2 separate regions of the Arabidopsis thaliana genome follow, and region 1 is linked to region 2. Evidence: chromatin contacts called from public targeted proximity ligation data. All regions are on one chromosome and are shown on one strand. The core of a region is the stretch at or near the end of the contact, and the rest is flanking DNA. Distances in the headings are between cores, read along the strand shown. Region 1 holds the start of AT1G57540 (40S ribosomal protein). Region 2 holds the start of AT1G56720 (Protein kinase superfamily protein).

Evidence for each region.
Region 1: a targeted proximity ligation map of shoot shows a contact between it and region 2, with 15 read pairs. A contact is called at or near these places in 1 of 26 Hi-C or Micro-C datasets (root), 1 of 2 datasets of targeted methods (shoot) and 2 of 3 other capture datasets (root and seedling).

The regions. Positions count from the first base shown.
Region 1 is chr1:21,307,459-21,313,713 of TAIR10.1, reverse strand. It overlaps AT1G57540 (40S ribosomal protein), which reads left to right and starts at 2,193. Exons shown (of 3, transcript NM_104550.4): 1 at 2,193-2,301; 2 at 2,493-2,646; 3 at 3,073-3,819. The coding sequence starts at 2,499. The coding sequence ends at 3,236. It overlaps AT1G57550 (Low temperature and salt responsive protein family), which reads left to right and starts at 795. Exons shown (of 2, transcript NM_104551.2): 1 at 795-979; 2 at 1,090-1,457. The coding sequence starts at 905. The coding sequence ends at 1,173. It overlaps AT1G57510 (a tRNA gene), which reads right to left and starts at 6,122; the gene lies at 6,039-6,122. AT1G57520 (a tRNA gene) reads right to left here and starts at 5,786; the gene lies at 5,702-5,786. It also overlaps AT1G57530.
Region 2 is chr1:21,263,256-21,269,393 of TAIR10.1, reverse strand. It overlaps AT1G56720 (Protein kinase superfamily protein), which reads left to right and starts at 2,925. Exons shown (of 9, transcript NM_001333796.1): 1 at 2,925-3,320; 2 at 3,448-3,521; 3 at 3,829-4,472; 4 at 4,547-4,651; 5 at 4,730-4,852; 6 at 4,925-5,095; 7 at 5,173-5,302; 8 at 5,373-5,585; 9 at 5,666-6,050. The coding sequence starts at 3,835. The coding sequence ends at 5,764. AT1G08143 (a long non-coding RNA gene) reads right to left here and starts at 2,174. Exons shown (of 1, transcript NR_139380.1): 1 at 1,927-2,174. It overlaps AT1G08147 (a long non-coding RNA gene), which reads left to right and starts at 980. Exons shown (of 1, transcript NR_139381.1): 1 at 980-1,296. It overlaps AT1G56730 (a tRNA gene), which reads right to left and starts at 607; the gene lies at 526-607. It also overlaps AT1G56740.

The DNA of each region.
Region 1 (6,255 bases), core at 944-3,443, 45 kb before region 2:
TTTCAACTACCTATGCAAAATTTATTTTATTTGATGTTTTGTGACAATTATATTAATCTTTGATAATTAGTTTTGGTTAAACTTTTTTTTTTATTATCCATTTTTGTCAACCACGTAATTAAATTAAAAAAATATATCTTAATAGATTATCTAATATGAAAGAACCGAGTTTACGAAATTTCATTTTTAAATTAGTTTTGACTAATGGGTCTCTAAGTTATTACACCCGACTAAATATGTGGAGTCGATAAGTGATAGCAAGTTAGATTTACTTGTTCTAAGCTAAACTAACAAATATAGATAAGTTAAGTAGATTAAAACTTACATAATTGAATATTTACATGTTTGGAAAAAAAACTTGAGTAAAAGAAAAAAAACTTGATAAAAATCACTAAAAATTATGTTTACACTTGAGTTAAAAGCAAACATTTTATCTACATAAGATGATACTAATACAAACTAATGGCCTATATATATTTGTAATCCATGAAATTTAATTTTATTTTTGTAACAGACATTATGATTGTAACATTTTAATTTCTTTGCCCAAAAACAAAACATTTTATTTTTAAGTTATTCGACTTCTTATTTGTGTTCATCCCATTTTTTTGTTTCCAACCGATGAACAACGGAAGGTTGCGTCAAAACGCAAAGGGTTGTGTTGTTTGTGTTGAAGTGGAGCTCCTTCATTTTAGGAACAAGCAGAGGACGTTACACAATCAAACTCAGTTTCTTCCCTTATTTAACGTAACCACTAATTCTATTTTCTTGTTCTTTTACAAAGTTCATAAATGGAAATGAACACGTAAGAAGAAATAAAACAAAGTTCAAAACTAAGAAACAGAAAAACAAAAAAAAACATAAAAAAACATATAAAAAAAACATAAAATTACAGAAGAAAAAAATGGGTAGCTTCCTTGAGGTTCTTTGTGCAATCTTCATACCTCCTGTTGGTGTGTTCCTCAGATATGGCCTTGGGGTAAATTTTTTTCATTCATAAATCATAAAAATATATGACACATTTGACATTAATGGTCAAAGTAAGATCAAATCTCTTGTTTTTTTGTTTCTTTGTATATGTGTTTGCAGTTGGAGTTTTGGGTCTGTTTGCTTCTAACGTTATTCGCTTTTATCCCCGGACTGATATATGCCATCTACGTTCTCACCAAGTAGGAATAACCAATCAAAAACACTGGATCCTTTTTTTATTTTATAACTTTTTCTTTTTCCAACAATGTTTGCTTTTTTAGATTTTTTATGTTGTATTTAAGGAATCAGTTTTGTAATCTAGCAAACTTTTTGCTATGTTAGATGTATGTAAATTCCAGCAGTTTCCAAATTGCTGTTGTTCTAGTTTGCAGAGGTTATGGATACATTTTACGGATCATAAACAGATTTGGAAGATTGATGATATTATTATATGCGTGATATAAATTTTGAATTGTAGTAATACTACATCTAAAGAGTGATCAAATTATTAGTACCATTAGGAACTATAAAGTTCTGATAGAGATATTACATGGAGTCATCGATACACACAGTTTACTTATGCGTATAACGATAAATATAAACCTGTGTACATACATTTATAATTTTATATAGCTTCTGCAATTCCGATTTGAAGATTGCTTGAATCGAATACCGTGTGGTATAGGCTCCCATGAAGACGTTCCCAATAATCCCTGCATATACAAATTCTTTACCTCAAAGTGGTAAGCAAAAAATGTAAACAAAATCTATTGAAATCGTCCCATCTTACCAAAGAGGATCAATTGGTATAGTCAATGCTCTCCCATAATGAAAAAAATTATGAGCTACTTGGTTACAACAACGATTCGAATGAGAAAAATATTATTTTCTAACCTTAAATATCCAAGATATCGGTGTAAATTCCGATAATAGATGCGTCTATTAATCCATTGTTAATGCTGTCAATTAAGGTTTTTTGCAATCCCCTCTAACTCTCTAAGTGTACCTCGGTGAAACCTCGAATCTACTTTACACTAACTTTTAATTAGTTCGTACTAATTAACGAAAAAAAAACCTTTTAATTAATTCAGAAAGACAGAAACCAACTCCTTGAAAAAACAAATTGTTTTTCCGAGCCACGTGTATCACTTGGATCCGACGATTATTGTGTCCGGCCCATTAAGATAGTTAACACTTATTGGGCTTCCAAATATCAGCTAATTAGACACGTGGATCTGATTCTCTTCTCCGTCTTCTTCCGACAAGCTCGACGGCGACACAGCCAAAGAAACTACGCATCACCGGTAACGACAGAGATTGCTTTTGCTTCTGGTATTTATGTACCAATTCTGCTCTCTTTTTTACTGCTTAGATCTTAACCCATATAGAGTTATTATATCTGTTGCTCGTTTTTGAAGTTGCCCTTATACTGCTCGATGAAATGCCTCAGTGAATATCTTAATCACAAAACCGAATAGTTTCGTTTCTCTTATACTTAAATTAATTTGGTGTTGTTATTACAGAGAGAAATGGCGTTAAGGCAGAAGTTAGGATGGTCAGAAGGAGATCTGATGAGATCAGATGCTAAGCCATGTTCAAGACTGATGAAACAAACAGCTGCCATTTTCACTGTTGGTGGAGCTCTTGGTTTCTGGGTTCTTTGCAGACTTCACTATGGTAAACAAAGTTCTCTCCTTTCTAATCAGTGATTTGCGTTTCCATCAAAAGGTTGTTCTCCATATAGCTATTGAATCCAGTGCTCTGCATAATTGATTGTTAGAAAGATTTCTTGTAGCCTTATGAAAACATACCAATGCGTATTACCATTCTGTTTTCTGTTCTGTAGTATCCGTTTCTTATGAGAAAAATGAATCCAAAAGGAGCTTTGATTGAATAGTTTGATGTGGTGAAAGATTGGATCTTTACACGTTTTGGGAAGCAATACACTTGTTCTTTGATTCCTATTGTCATGAAAAATGATTCTTGGGGTTGGTTTGTTGTTTATGTGGTTTTAAGAGTAAAAGGAACGTAGAATAGAATAGTTGAGTCAATTCTAAGATAGAACGGTTATAAAAGCAAATGTTTTCTTTGGGAAATGTGTAGGTCCAAGGATCACAGTGCCAAGGAGTCTGCGGTGGGCTGGGTGTGGTGCTTTGTCCGTAAGCACATCAACTGCAATGCTTGTCCGTCTCTTCAGCCCTGAATGTGAACCACAAAACATTGCTGCATATGATAACATCAAAACCCCTCAAGCTTCACTCCCTTAAACCCCATCATAATCTGGCTTTACCTATGATGTGTATGGACCTCATCTTCTGTACATTTTCTTGCAGTACATGAATTTAGGTAACTATTTATAATACTACCAAATTCTGTCACTTTTTGTTTCCTTTAGAAATTATGGTGTATTTTTTCATATAGCCTTTAGGTTGATAGAGTTAAGAGTATCATCCTATGCTCCTCTCTCATTTTCGTGTGTGTTTGATTATGAGTGTAGTGTAATTGGCCATTGGTCACACTCTTTTGGGAGAGTGTTTAGCTTTCTAAAGCTTTTGCTGTCGAAGGGAAGACCTTTGGATTTATTTGGAGGGTTGGGTCTCACTATCCCCTCAAACTAGTCATAGGTGGAATATCCACACCGAGGTTGTGACTTCATGGAGATGCCTGCTAGTTAAATATGTGTAGGAATATGTTTGATCACCAACAAACCTAATGCTACCATTTCTCGAGCATAATTAATTAATTAATTATAATCGACATCAATGTGTTTTGAATGTGAGTAAAGAGCTAGGATTTCAGTGATATTGTCATATAGACACAGCATATAAGCCTGTGGTATTATAATGTCATGGAGAACATAACTTAATCAAGTGAATTCTGCAAGCTATGGAGGCCAAAGATCTAGCTTTTTGGAACGGAGGTTGTTTCTTTGCATTTCGAATGAAAACAATAGTTGAAGCAGAACATCCTTAGGTCAATAGTTTGAATCCGGTAGGGTCAGATCTTATTTTCTAAAGCTTGTTTCATTCCATTTTCAGTGTTCTTTGACAAGAGTATTACAACAAAATCGTTATCAAAAGAGAACTCAATAAGAGAAATGCATACATGTCAAGTTTTTTTTTTTTGGTAAAAGGTTAAGTTACGTTACATGCCAAGTTTGTTATAGGGAATGAGTGGAAATGTCAGAGGTTACTTTCACTATACTTGACACCTTATGATGTTTGAACCATTGACTAGGCAGACTACAAAACCAAAAGATCCATCCACATGTGGTTTTTGCACAGTTCTTGGCGCAAAGAAACAACCTCCTGTCTACCAACTGAGCGAAGGTCGAACTGTACTATTGCATTTGATACATGTGTAAAATTATAACAATATATGAACACAATGATTTTGCAGTACTTTAGAATATACAGAGTGATTCCTCTTTAAGAAATTGTAAACAAAGTTAGAAATTAGAATGCATATCAACAATATATGCAAACATGCTTCTTGGAAAAATCTGGTAGATATTCGAAAGTGATGGCTACAACTCGAACGGTTTAAATATCCTCCGGTGCCCAAGGCCTACCAGTTGATAACACCACGTTTAAGGCGTCAATCACCTCCCAAATGGTCGATGATTGTTAATATTCTTGGAAAATTAAAGCCATGAAAATCGTGCAACAAAGTGGGAAAGGGTATTTCACTACACTTGAATGAACATTGACAACTTATAGGCACAACCCACAAGCTATTGAATAGAATTATTCATACACATTCTTTTTTCATTGCAAAACTCAATAACTATAGGTTGGGTTGATCAAAGAAAATTAGAAAACTCATTGTTTTAAGTAATTTCAAATATTTTCTTATCGCATCAATATTGAAAAAGCTAAAATTACGGAACATCTACAACTTCGAGCAAAACTTTTCGTGCAACAAAGTGGGAAAAGGTATTTCACCACCCTTGTATGAACGTTGACAACTTATAGGCACAACCCACAAGCATTTGAATATAATTATGCATACATTTTTTGTTCTTTTTAAAACTCTAAAACTAAATGTTTGTTTGACCAAAGAAAATTAGAAAACTCATAGTTTTTAGTCACTTTTAAATCATTTTTCATCGTATCAATATTGAAAAAAGCTAAACATACGGATCGTTTAAGAATTCGAGCAAAACTTTTCGGTATGTTTAATTGTCGACCACCATATAACCGTTTATTATAAAATTTAAAAACCTTAATGTCACAACGAAAGAAAAATAAAAAGATCTCGTGTGGGAGCAAATTCCGACCTACCGGATTCGAACCAGTGACCTAAGGATAATCTGCGTCTACTACAGTCCTCCGCTCTACCAACTGAGCTAAGGTCGGATTGTATTCTATTTCATGCATGTGTACTGATCTAAATATTCTATCAACACAATGATTTGTATTAAGTTAGCATACTCATAGTGAGTCTCTATTACAAATTTGTAAACAAAGTTTGAATTTATAAAAACATTATATTAGAAAAACACTTAATATCTTGCCTAAAGCTCGTAAATATACGAAAATGAGGGTTTACCCTTAAACGGTTTAAAATACAGTGAAAATTACTTCGAGATTTCCCACTCATTTCTGATAATACAATCAATAGCTATGCAATTCTCTTAAACCAATTTCTCATAGAAAAACGAGTTTGTAGTTATACTCTTGTCTAAGCACTTTGAAACGAAATGGAAAAAAAAAACTTTCAATTTTAATGATCCGACCTACCGAATTCGAACCAGTGACCTAAGGATTATCTGCGTCAACTACAGTCCTCCGCTATACCAACAGAGCTAAGGTCGGTTTTGTATTATAACACTTTATGCATGTTGATGATTCGAGAGAAACTTTTTAATCAAATTTAAACTTATCAAGAAGAGGAGTAGAAAGAAAGTTGACTTCATATCTTTCATGCTATCTTGTTTTTTAAAGTTTTTTTTATCAATACTAAATTTTACTGAAAACAGTAACATGATGGAAAACTGTTCAAATTCTAAAACGATCCATAAAACACAATAAGTAATTTTAAAAACTTACCAACACTCAAAATAAAAACGTAAACGGCATGATTCGAACCTGCGCGGGCAAAGCCCACATGATTTCTAGTTATGCCCGATAACACCACTCCGGCATGTCCACTTTTTCTCTAAACTAAACTTTTATTTCAAAATAGACTAAACCGTATACCATTCTCTATCCTAAATTTTGATCATGAGTGAGAAGTAGAAGATTACAAGGATGACCCAGTTTATGAACAAAATAAAAAAGATTA
Region 2 (6,138 bases), core at 1,676-4,175:
CGTAAACCTTGAACGGTTTAAAATACAGTGAAAATTACTTCTAGATTTCCCACTCATTTCTGATAATACAGTCAATAGCTATGCAATTCTCTAAAACAATTTCTCATAGAAAAACGAGTTTGTAGTTATACTCTTCTCTAATCACTTTGAAACGAAATGAAAAAAAAAAATCTTTAAACTTTTATGATCCGACCTAGCGGATTCGAACCAATGACCTAAGGATAATCTGCGTCAACTACAGTCCTCCGCTCTACCAACTGAGCTAAGGTCGGTTTTGTATCATAACACTTTATGCATGTTGATGATTCAAGAAAAGCTTTTTAATCAAATTTAAACTTTTCAAGAAGAGGAGTAGAAAGAAAGTTGACTTCATATCTTTCATGCTGTTTTGTTTTTTTTAGAGGTTTTTTATCAATACTAAATTTTACTGAAAACGGTAACATGATGAAAAACCGTTCAAATTCAAAGACGATCCATAAAACACAATAAGTAATTATAAAAACTTACCAACACTCAAAATAAAAACGTGAACGGCAGGATTCGAACCTGCGCGGGCAAAGCCCACATGATTTCTAGTCATGCCCGATAACCACTCCGCCACTTCCACTTTTTCTGTAAACTAAACTTTTATTTCAAAATAGACTAAACCGTATACCATTCTCTATCCTAAATTTTGATCATGAGTGAGAAGTAGAAGATTCCAAGGATGATGCAGTTTATGAACAAAATAAAAAAATTAGAACCATAAACCTATTTGGCTGTCTTGATTTTTTTGAATTTTTATAAAATTTTCTCAATTCAAAAAATAAATTATTTCTAAAGAGCAACTTTGATGATATATTTATGCATGTAATATTGAGATTGTGCTTATGATTGTTTATATTCTTGAAAATAAAGCCAAACAAATCGTGCAACAGAGTGGGAAAGGGTATTTCACTACCCTTGAAAATAAACACCATATTGATGAGCTTTAAACCTAAGCACCTCTACCCTACCCACTTGGGCCGGGCCTGATTGGAAATCTTCAAAATACATCTTGGTCACGATAAACAAACATGAAGGATCTTGCGTCTGTTTTCCGAGAACCAGGGTTGCCTCTTTTAGTGTTTCCACTAGATTTCTTACACCTTCTTACGAAAAGGCATTTGTAGGTGTTTTACTTTCTATATCTTACGAGCTATCAGGCATTGACGTGCTTATTAGTCTTGTACAAACCCTTGACGCCATATCTTAGTAAGCTGGCATAGTGGCATGTGTCGAACTTGCTGATATACTCTATATTTACCGCTTTATCACGGTTTTTAATATCATTTTTTATCGTATTTTATTGGTATTTTCCTTATGTTTTGTCTATTTAGAGTCCAAGTGAGTTTTCTTCCATTTTAGAAGTTCTATAGTGTTTTTGTGTGTCTTTTCGTGTGTTTTGTATGTTTTTGTAAGTTATTCCAGGACAAAATAAAAAAGGACATACATTTGGATACTATTTCTTTAAAGATAATAATCATCAAAAAACAGTCCCAGACTCGGATGAAGGTGTACCCTTGGGATTTGTTTCCTCGAAGGTCCTTACGAAAGTCAATAGAAACTTGAGTTAGCTTTTCAGTGGAGGTCATTGTGGGTTAATCCGAGCTGTGGTTAAAGAGTTATGGCCGGTTAACTGAAAATGTATCAATTTGATGCCAGTGTCGGTCTTGTCATTTTTCGGGGAGGCTTTTTAAACTGTTAAATTTTCTATATTTTGCTAATTGTGGGTTATAAAAAAAAAAAATTCACAATGAAACAAAATGCTATTTTATTTTTACTAAAATGGGCTTAAATTCTTTCATTTATTTTTAAGATACTCTTAAGACACTATTAATATTTTAGACAAAATGGGCCACGAAATTAGAGGCCCAATACCTATATGTTATATGTATGTGTCAAGGGCAGGACCTGGGTGTAGAGGGACATTCTCACGATCCAAAGTCCATGATCAGACCCAGATCTGTTATGTGTCGATCCGGAAACTTCTCTACTCTAAAAGTTGATTTAGATCCAACCTCTTCTTTTGATATGAGCTTTCATATCTGGAAGGCGTTTGTGAAAATAGACTTGTTATTAATGCTCATTGATCATATAGACAAACATAATTAGATTATTTGTGAAGTTGTTAGTGTCACGGAAGTGGAATTAGTCATATTTGTGAGTTTCATGTTCTGGTTAAACGTCTTACTTCATTGCATGATTGTTAAATTCATTTTCATGATAATAAAACTCATAGTTTAATGCTTTTATCTTATTTTACTTCTTGCATTTTCTCTATATTAGTTTGAAGCTCGCATATTTAGTGTTGCAATCTTTATTCCTGGTGGGATCGATTTCTAAATTACTATAACGGTTGCGCTTGCACTTGGGTGATTTAGAGATACAAATTTTATAACTTGTGTTTTGAAACCAAAAATATTTCTACAACATTTGCTATGTATTAGGAAACCTCTATGGCTCTATCGATGGTAATTTCTCTCGAGGCTTGTAAGGTCCTCGTTGGATGAAATTCACAATGTCACAACTATTTAATACTCTCCACCTTCTAGTGATTAACTTTTTTTTTTTTTTTTGGGGCAAAACCTGTCATGCAAAATTTTGGTTTTCGATCGTCTATACATGTTCCTGTGCAAAATTTTGGAGCACAGTTAAAAAAAAAATATACTAGAATTTGATTTGCAATTTTCATCTTTCTAAGAATAATATAATTCTCTATTTAAGACTCGTCTTTACTAATTATTCACTACACTTTATTCTGCTGTTATGTTTTCTTTTTTTGACCATGCAGTGCAATAAACCTGACAGTTACTTCTGGTAACTAAAACATCATCATCGTCCTCACATGTGAACCTTACACATTCCCATGATGTTCTGAATAATGTAATTGACTAATTGTAATGCAAGGCAAGACATCTCTCCTTTGTCTCTCTCACCATAAAAATTAAAGAAAACAAATAAAAACACTTAAAAAACCTTTCACTACCTAACACTTGATAACTCTATCTCTTCTTCTTCTCTTATTACCTTCCACCAGATCTCACTCCCCACATTTCAAAGTTTTCTCCCTTTTTGTCGATTTCCTTCTCTTACTCATATTAAACCCAAAACTTAATAAATTCTCTTAAATTATCTATTCACTGGCTGGGCCAGAGTGTTTATTTGAATATGTTTTATTACAGTTTTAGTGTAGTTGTTGTAGTTACATGACAGCTCCTTACAAGCTTAGATCTCTCCACAGTTCTTTCGTTATCTTCCTTCCACATTGACACTTGCCTTAAGAAGAGGGCCAAAGAAAGGTCTCTTGTCTCTTTGTCTGAGCTGTTCATTTTCTTGATTTTCTTGCATCTTGGATTTGCTTCATTACATTCTTTCTCCTGAAATTTTATTTAGTGTTTTTCTCACTTCTCTCAAATTTGGTTCTAGGATCTGGAATTCTTTCTTCTTCAAGATTTGTAAATGGGTGTTAGTTCTTCAAAGATCTAAAATATCAAGATCAGGTAATTAAACATTAAATTCTCATCTGCTTTGGTACTTACTCTGTATGTGTTGTCTGTTTATATTTATTTTAAGACCAACATTATTGCTTGTGTTCTTTATTATGTCCTTGATTTTAGCTACTTCAGTTGTCCTCTAGTGTGTTTTCCTGGGAAATTTTTGTCTTTCTATGAGTAAATTTCAATGTGGATAAACTTGGGACCACAAAACAAATTCGAGACTCTATCATTAAGCTCATTGCATTTTCATGTATCAACTTGGACTCTGTTTATATCAACCTGATTTTGGAGATTTATTTGTAAAGTTTAGGAAGAAATGGGAGGTGACTTGAAAAGCCAGCTATCTAGAGAGAGCCATGTGTTTGGACTTAAGGTGTGGGAAGTAATTGGTATAGCTGTTGCATTGCTCATCATAGCTATCCTCTCTGTTCTTTCGTGTTGTCTTACTTCGAAAAAGAAATCAAGAAGATCGAAAACCGGTCTTCCGGTTATCCAAACTCCTCCGGTGGTCTCCAAAGAGATCAGAGAAGTGAGAGTTGAGCATGTCTCAGCTAGTAACTTTGCTCCTGGTGAAGGCATTCTTCTAACAATTCAGGACAAAAATAACAAAGACTCAGAAAAAGTCATGGTTCATTTGGATATGAGGAAGAAGAGAAGTAGTAGTGGCCGGTCAGGGTCGTTTCATCATTTAGAGATCATAGATAAACATTCTGACTCTGCTGAAGAAGTTTCTGCTTCTTCATCATTGTATAATATTGCAACTCCATCTCCATTGTCTGGTTTGCCTGAATCTCACCTTGGTTGGGGACACTGGTTTACTTTGAGAGATCTTGAAACAGCAACTAACAGATTCTCTAAAGAGAATGTTATAGGTGAAGGCGGTTACGGTGTTGTCTACAGAGGAGAGTTAATGAATGGAACTCCTGTTGCAGTTAAAAAGATTCTTAACCAGTTGTGAGTATCGGATTGTAAAAAGATTTTCATACCTTTTTATGGTTTGAGTTTTGGTTGATTGATAGATTTTATAGGGGACAAGCTGAGAAAGAGTTTCGAGTCGAGGTTGATGCTATCGGTCATGTGCGGCACAAGAACTTGGTTCGGCTTCTTGGTTACTGCATTGAAGGCACACACAGGTTGGTGAAAAAAATTCCAACTTAGGAACCAAATTTGTGAGTTACTAATACTAAAAGATCAATGTGAATTGCTACTAGGATATTGGTTTACGAATATGTGAATAATGGAAACTTAGAACAATGGCTTCATGGAGCAATGAGACAACATGGATATCTAACTTGGGAAGCAAGGATGAAGGTTCTGATCGGCACATCAAAAGCGTAAGCAAACAATGTAATTTCCTTTTTATTAAGTTCTTCTTCTCACATACTGATCATTATTCCTCTGTGTAGTCTTGCATATCTGCATGAAGCAATTGAGCCAAAAGTAGTGCATAGAGACATCAAGTCAAGCAACATTCTGATCAATGACGAATTCAACGCAAAGGTTTCAGATTTTGGCCTTGCTAAGTTGCTTGGTGCTGGAAAAAGCCATGTGACAACTCGAGTGATGGGAACATTTGGGTCAGAGGCTTATAAACTGAAAAATAATCAAGAAGTCTTTAGTATTAAATCTAAATGCTTTTGTGGACGTTTTGTAGGTACGTTGCTCCTGAATATGCAAACTCAGGGTTGTTAAATGAAAAGAGTGATGTCTACAGCTTTGGTGTTGTTCTCTTAGAAGCAATCACAGGACGAGACCCTGTGGATTACGGACGTCCTGCTCATGAGGTAATCAACTATTTTCATTTAGTTTAATTAGTTTCATCGCGGTTCGCGGACCAACACGAGATTATTGTAGGTGAATCTAGTGGACTGGTTGAAGATGATGGTTGGGACAAGACGATCAGAGGAAGTAGTGGATCCAAACATAGAAGTGAAGCCACCAACAAGGTCACTGAAACGAGCTCTTTTGACGGCTCTAAGATGTGTTGATCCAGATTCGGATAAGCGGCCGAAGATGAGCCAAGTTGTACGTATGCTTGAGTCTGAAGAATACCCCATTCCAAGAGAGGTTAGTGTTCTAAAGAGCTGATAAAACCAAACATAGACCATAACAGGTGATGGTTATAACTGGAATTATGTTTCTTTCAGGACCGAAGGCGTTCTAGAACGCGAGAAGGGAGTATGGAGATAAACTCAGACACTGACATGAGTACTCCAGTTTCAAGATCACAGAGCAAGAGACAATAATTTATCAATCTGCGTAAGCTTTCAACGCGTTTCATGATTATGAGCTATTCTTTGAACTTGTTCTTATGCATTTTCTGTTTGTTTGTTTTTTTTTGGTTTTGAATTGAGATGAGTAGAGACCATAGAGGATTGTTTGTACATATGAACTGGATTTGTGTTTAGAGCTCCTACATCAAAATAATATATTGGTGTGTACAGTACTATTGCATCAGCTGTTCAGATCTCTACCACATACCATACAACAACAAAGTAACATAGAAACCACTGAAAGCAAATTAGCTCACTAACCAAAATATAACAGTAACAATCAACACTAGTCAATGAGAAGACTAAAATCCCAATAACACTAGCATCGATGGAGACTAGTATTTTTA